Regions from separate parts of the Danio rerio genome. Here region 2 is linked to region 1. A link is a contact called in public HiChIP or PLAC-seq data. All regions are on one chromosome and are shown on one strand. Each heading gives the region's core, a stretch centred on a gene start, on an enhancer-like site or on the middle of the called end of the contact. The rest is flanking DNA. Distances are from core to core; before and after follow the strand shown.

Region 1 (3,357 bases), core at 347-2,846:
GTCTAGCCCATCACAGTGCTGTCGACAGGAAAGGAAACAATAATTCAAGAGCAAAGTGATCTTATACTTTGTTTTCACTGCCTCTTTTGTTACCTTGGCACATAGAAACAACATTAAAGTTTTTGAGCAGATGTCAGTCTATTACTAAAAACAAACATAAATAATAAAAGATTAAAAAATAATATACGCAGGCTGCAAAAAATACTTTAGTTGGCATGTTGTTTGTTTTCTTTCGAGTTTCTCAGGTTTACAGTATATATAGTGAAACTTGAGCTTAAAAAAACTTTTATCTCTGCTCCGATGCCTATAAGCACTGTGAAATATGGAAATATTGCATGGATTTTCGTTGTTTATTGCAAAAGAGCAACAAAAAAGAAAAGTTAAGAAAATTGCTCAAATCAGACTCTGCAGCCCACTGCGCACGAGGGGGCCGAATTATTCACAGACCTGAGCGAAATACATTCGTTCCGAATAAATCTATTGAGGAGGGGAACAGCTTCCCACTAACTACTTGATGTTGAGTTTCGGCGTTTGAGCTTGTGTTGTGGCGTGGCATTGAACACACGCATTGAACGTCAACTCAAACAAGCGCCTAAGGCAACCCGTAATCAAAAGCTAAGATTACAGCCGACCGTTTAGAGGGCCATAACAAACAAAAACATTTCTCCAGGCTGTTCATACCGGAACAAAAATTCATAACGGGATTTGATCACTTGTTGCACAACCACTTTCGACAATTGCACAGGGAAAAAAAAAGAAATGTCCACAAATCAAAAATACTTCAAAGCACTTTTTTATCACAGTCCTGTTAATCTAGCATATGTGCAGTTCATTAGATTGCCTGTCGTAACATCAGATGGTAAGCTACCTGTTTGCATTTAAAAGCGTGCCTCCGCAGCTGGCTTTCTGTTGTCGACTATAGGCGAAGCTGTCTTTTCAAAGTCGCTGCTGCAAATTGATGTGACCGGAGCCGTAGAAACTTGCACGGAGGTGTTTTTTTATCGAACACCGGGGCGCTCGGGGCTCGAATAGAGAACGCGATTACAGCATGCGATAGTTAAAAAGTTTGCGCGCCACGCGCAACTTTGATGCCAGTTTCGAATCTAGGTTTGCCATGTCCGATCGCGAGCGACGCTTCTCGTTTAGCTTTTCCTCAACCTCCGCAAGCAAGTAATATTGCTGGGCTCTGCTGACTGTAACTGTTTAGAGACTAAAATGTTTCTATGCATCATAAACATGGACAAGATGGCAGTTTGAAAAGGGCTAAAAAGGAGATGTTGCACCTACCAGTGGTCAGTTTCCTTGCCCTGCCTTTGGACCTCATGATGCCCGTCTTTCGGCGTGGGTTCGTCGGATTTTTTCTCGAATCTTTTCCTCCTTTTTCTTTTTTCCTCTGTCCTTTTTCTCTGTGATTCTCAATCCCAGACGCACTATCTCTCCAGCATTGTCAGTTTGGACACCTTCGCACATGCGCACAGCCCCGAGCTGCCAGCATCGTCAAAAAAGTTTGGAACGATTCATCACCCAAGTATTACAGATCTTGTCAGGTTGCAATAGCCGGCGAGATCCCTCTCGTGTCAGATCTTCAGAGATCAGTGGGCGCGGGACGGAGCTATTCGCGACCTCCGGGTGCACGAGGAACCGGAGACATTAATTATAATGAAGCAGTCTCGAGCGTCCAAGGCGCCCGGTCTTTTGTGTTTTAAATGAAGACGCATTAATCACTGTTCGGGTAAATGACTATTGTAAAACGTTTTCATTAAACGTTTTATGTTGTTTAATTGAGACTTGACCATCGTTATGAATTTATGAAAATGATAAACTTTTACTTCTCTCCCCCTCCCTCAGCAGGCGCGTGGGCAGTCTGTACCGAGGGCAGCCCGCTGAATATTTTTTTCCTTTATGCGACAATTATTAATCTGTAAAGTTTAGTCTCTCTCTTTATGATTTAATGCCAGTTAATGACCAAATACACTGATACAGAATTAAAAAATGAAAACTGTAAAACAATCAATTATTTCCAAGTGTGTAAAACAAAGGTGTTAATGTTATCAGGTAGCAGTTGAGTTGTTTATCACAAATATAGGCTACTCTAATTTTTATGTGAAATGAAATGTGATCTCTGATGCCTTTTCATCGATGTCCAGCAATCTTCAAATTAAATGTATTGCACTGTAGACCTTTATCTGATATGATAAATTATCCTGGACCTGTATAACGAATTTATTAGCTTTATGTTATTTATTATTAGTTTTCAAGACGGGTGAGAATTTGTGAAACTCTTGGGTCATTAAGTTAATTGTCCATTAATTAGAAGCGCGTGACATCACGTTGACCTTGCCCATGAACCTTTAAAAGGGTCGCTTGCCCCTCACTGGCGGTATTGATTGCTAAGTATTTCTAAAACGGATCCAATTAATCTGACATCACTCTGCATAAAAATGAATGGCGCAGAACAAACATCAGCTGCCGCCCACGACTATCTGAGCTGACCAGCACTTACTAAAGCTTACTCGAATAAAACCCACAAGAGTAAACAGAAGAGGAGAAAATGATGGTTCTTTAAATATACAAATCATGATGCAATTATCAAATATCAGTGATCATTAAAAATATCTTGATATCTAATAAAGCCATATTAGAATTGATCTAAAACTCAGCTAAATTGCCCAAATAAGAATTTGTCTTGCATATCAAAAGAACAATAAAATGGGCCAATATTTATTCACATACATGCATGCAACTTATTAGATTGAAACACAAAATATAATATATATATATACAATATAATATATAAAAGTTATATAAAACATAATTTGTTATTATTTTATACTAAATAAAATATATGCACAAAAGAATAAGTACACCATTGCACTGCATGCAACTTCTGTAAGACAAACAAAAACAGAAGAAAAAAAAGTGTGAGCAAGAGAGAAAGGGGGGGGGGGGTTGGGGGGGGGGGATGGCTGTCAGTGCAGTTGTGGCTACCTCTACTTTGCTTAACCATACATTGGCATTAGAAGAGTTTTATCCATTCGCAATCTCTTACCGTGCTTATTTTCCACGGGACATATTTTATGAGGATACTCTGACCCCGTCGGCCAGAGATGGCGTATAGCTGGCGCACTGGTGTGAGGATCAGTCAAGACCCCGTGGGCTGTAATTATTGAAAATTAATTGAGGCCAAAACCCCTTTGGAAATGCGGCTAAATTATTAGCTTGTCGCCGGGTTTAAATTCAACCCCATCAAACAGAGAAGATGCAGTTTACCTTATGTGATTAATACTCCATCCTAATTAAAGGTTTGCCCTCTTCTGTCGTTTGATGTACAGCACAGAAGGTCGTTTGGCGAGATGT
Region 2 (3,357 bases), core at 571-3,070, 270 kb after region 1:
CACTAGAGCGACGTGGAAAGAGGCAGTCAGATGTGGAGCCATGCCCGCTCGTGCTGCTGGAGGACAGGCTGATGGGGCTGATGGCTGAGGGGGAGCACCGTGAGGTGGGCGTGGGTATTGATCTGCTGTGATTGAGTGGCGGGTGAAGTCTGGATCCCCCTCTGTGCCGTTGCGATTGAGGTCGGGCATTGCTCGGGCTGCTTGGACTCCCGTCCACAGATGCCGGCCTGGACATGGTGCCCTCTCCATCACTAGATGCTCTCACTCTAAACGAATGGCTGTGTTTGCCAGGCCTAACAGGAGAAGTGGCCGTCACACTCTCCGCCCGAGAGCGCCTGCCTAAGCCAACTTGACTAGGGGGAGGATTATTGTGATGATGCCGCCTGACAGGCACTGAGATGGGGTTTGAGCAGTTAGAAGATGACTGGCTTTTGCTGCGGGGTCTGAACTCCTCACTCATGGCTTTCATGGCTTCTAATATAGTTTCATGCATGTTCTGAGCCACAACAGAGTCATCCACTTGCATCCAAAACTCCCCGGGGCCTGTCACAGCAGATCGGCCGACTTCAATAAAAAAGAAATTTTCAGAGTGACCACATCTCCTAATGTTCATCAACTGCAAAACCACAGCTGCTGCATCCGAATTCAGTTTCACAAAGCTGATAGTCTTATTGGTGAGGCATAATCTGTAAACTCCAATCAAGTTCTTTGTGTGACCCAGACCCTTTGGTTTCAATATAACTTGCCAAACCTCTTTAAAGGCAGGTCCCGGCGTGGCTTCCCCGTAATTATCCTCGCCAACTCCACGGCCCGGGGCAGTTTCGTGGACCTTACCTCTGTTATGGAGATCAACCAGGGCTTCATACCATGACTCTTGCTCGATCTCGCTGTCAGCAGCGATAGCAAAGTACTCATCCTTGGTATAAAGCGCGACGAGATGTTTGTTTTTTGAATCCGCTCTTTTGTTGATGTTAAAGCAGCTCTCCAGCGGAATGGATCTTTTCGGCGCTCCAGACTTGTGTCTCCACTTCTTCTCGTTTTCATAGTACTCCAGTCGGGACGGTCCGGAGGCGCTCGCCGCCCTCAGTACAAAAAACCTTTTGTGCATGCTTTTGGGTTTCCTTAAATAACCCACCTTTTTCACGTCTGAAAAACATCCTTGCTCCGTAGTCGGGCTTGCCATGGTATATATATAAAAATATTTACAGAAAAATTGCAGGATCGGAAGTCAAAGCGTTACGTGTGCAATCTTCACCAAACGTGAACGCCGACACAAAAACGTTTCCATTTAGTAAAAATTGAGGAAAAATAACACTAAAACAAGTCACTTTTGTGCACTCCGACACGAGCTTCAGTTATAACAGTTCATTGATACCGTAGCACACTTGGATTATCGTCAGCAGCATTACATTGTTAAAACTAACTTTAAATAATCCATCGGACATCTTCAAAGAATATTGCAAGTACCGGAAAGCACCAAGTTTGTGATGTATAAAAATACAAAACAGTGATATTTACAAAACAGCGTCCTTTTCAGTCCAGAGATCCGAATGCATTATCAAAACAAGCGCAGTCAGCAGCGCACGACCCCGTTTACCCCGGAGATCAAAGCGCTGTCTGCAAAAATCCCAAAAGTGCAATTAAACAAAGCACGAGCGCGGAGTTTGCATCTCAGCGTTATTTAACAACGGAGATGTACCGAGTCCGTTTAAACCGCTGCATAAGTTCCTCCGAAAGTCGCTGAGTTTTCTTATTTTGCGAAGCCGTACCAGACCAAAACAAGCCACCGCTCGTGTGTGTTTGTATGGAGGAGTTGAGACTGGGGGGGTTGCAGCCTAGCTTGTTACGATGCAACCAATAATCCCGCCTATCGAGAAGCTGAACTCGCTGATTGGCCGGATCAAATGTCCATCATCCTGAGAGACATCTGATTCAAAAGTAACAGTGGGGATTTTGACTCATTCCAGTGACTCGAATCTTTTTGAACTAGTTGCTCTAAAAAGATTTATTTGCACTGATTGATTCAATAAAAGCGAATCCTTTGGGATAGACACGTAAGAGAACGAGTCGACTCATTCGCCAGCTAAATGAAGTTTTATTTAGAGGCGGTGTTGAAAAGACACCATGTAACTATGCGCTGCAGATATTTATAACCACACAATTGTAAAATGGGAAGTCATACTTTATAGCGGTCATGTTACTGTCTATTTACATGCATAAATATAGTGGCAAATGAACAATATGTACTTGTGTGTGTAATTGCATTGCTGAGGTGTTTTGAAGTGGACGTTTTAAGAGTACTGTGAGGATTAATTATGGCTGGATAATGTGTGTAGCATGTACAGTGTTGCACTATTAGAAGTCTATAGCTTGTTTTCAGCTGTCTGAGAATAGCATTTTCTATCTGGATTATGTAAGACAGAACTTAAATGAACAGCTATCTATCTATCTATCTATCTATCTATCTATCTATCTATCTATCTATCTATCTATCTGTCTGTCTGTCTGTCTGTCTGTCTGTCTGTCTGTCTGTCTGTCTGTCTGTCTGTCTGTCTGTCTATATGCAAATTTAATGATAACTGAAAAACCGAATCTCTATAGTCTGGCATTTAACACAATAAGAGTTGTTATCCTATTTTATTTAATTTTATTATTTAACTTTATTATGATATGCTATCTCAAAATATTTCTAAATGACTTTACTTTTATTATTAACTTTTATGATTACCTATTTACAGTTTTTCTCAGTCTCTTTTTTTTTTGCATTTCTCACAACATTATTTACATTTGCACAACAGTCAATGCATTTCTCAGAACAATTAGTACAAACTGCAAAACCTAGTTGATAACCTGCAAAAGCATGCCACATGCTCACAATGGATAGTTCATTCCTCAAAAGCAAGTATTGATGCCAATGAAAGTCTTAGTGTCATCAAGATGAAAAGTCCTGACATCATTGTTTATGAACAAGATAGTCAAATGGCTTTGTCATGTTTCATTATGACCGTTTACTCTGGACATTTTTTTCTAATGCAAAAACAATTTGGTGACACTTCCTGAAAATGCTCAAGACAGCACTTTCTACCATTTGCACAACCATTTGAAAACTACAGTAAAACTACACATCGTCACTGCATTAAGTGAGGTATCTGAGTACAAGACACTGAATATGTATGTTTCACATTTTTACTGCATTTGCTCTTTGCAATTATCATTTATTCACAGTATTGTGCAAAAGAATAAATACACCCTTATTTACAACAAACATAAGCCTCCTTTGGGTAGAGCTGTGCACAGCAAAACAATATTGCAGTAAATACTAAAACTAAACCTACAAACATGTACAGGTCTTTAAAT

Evidence for each region. HiChIP or PLAC-seq counts read pairs in DNA pulled down with a chosen protein or histone mark.
Region 2: a contact with region 1 is called in an H3K4me3 HiChIP or PLAC-seq map of gastrula embryo, with 6 times the contacts expected there. The contact joins the promoter of irs1 here to the promoter of mecom in region 1. A contact is called at or near these places in 1 of 18 Hi-C or Micro-C datasets (embryo) and 2 of 4 datasets of contacts at active chromatin or transcription factors (embryo and gastrula embryo).

What each region holds. Positions count from the first base shown.
Region 1 is chr15:38,330,589-38,333,945 of GRCz12tu, forward strand. It overlaps mecom (MDS1 and EVI1 complex locus), which reads right to left and starts at 1,597. Exons shown (of 16, transcript XM_073923918.1): 1 at 1,288-1,597. The coding sequence starts at 1,324.
Region 2 is chr15:38,600,221-38,603,577 of GRCz12tu, forward strand. irs1 (insulin receptor substrate 1) reads right to left here and starts at 1,821. Exons shown (of 2, transcript XM_682610.11): 1 at 1-1,821. The coding sequence starts at 1,183.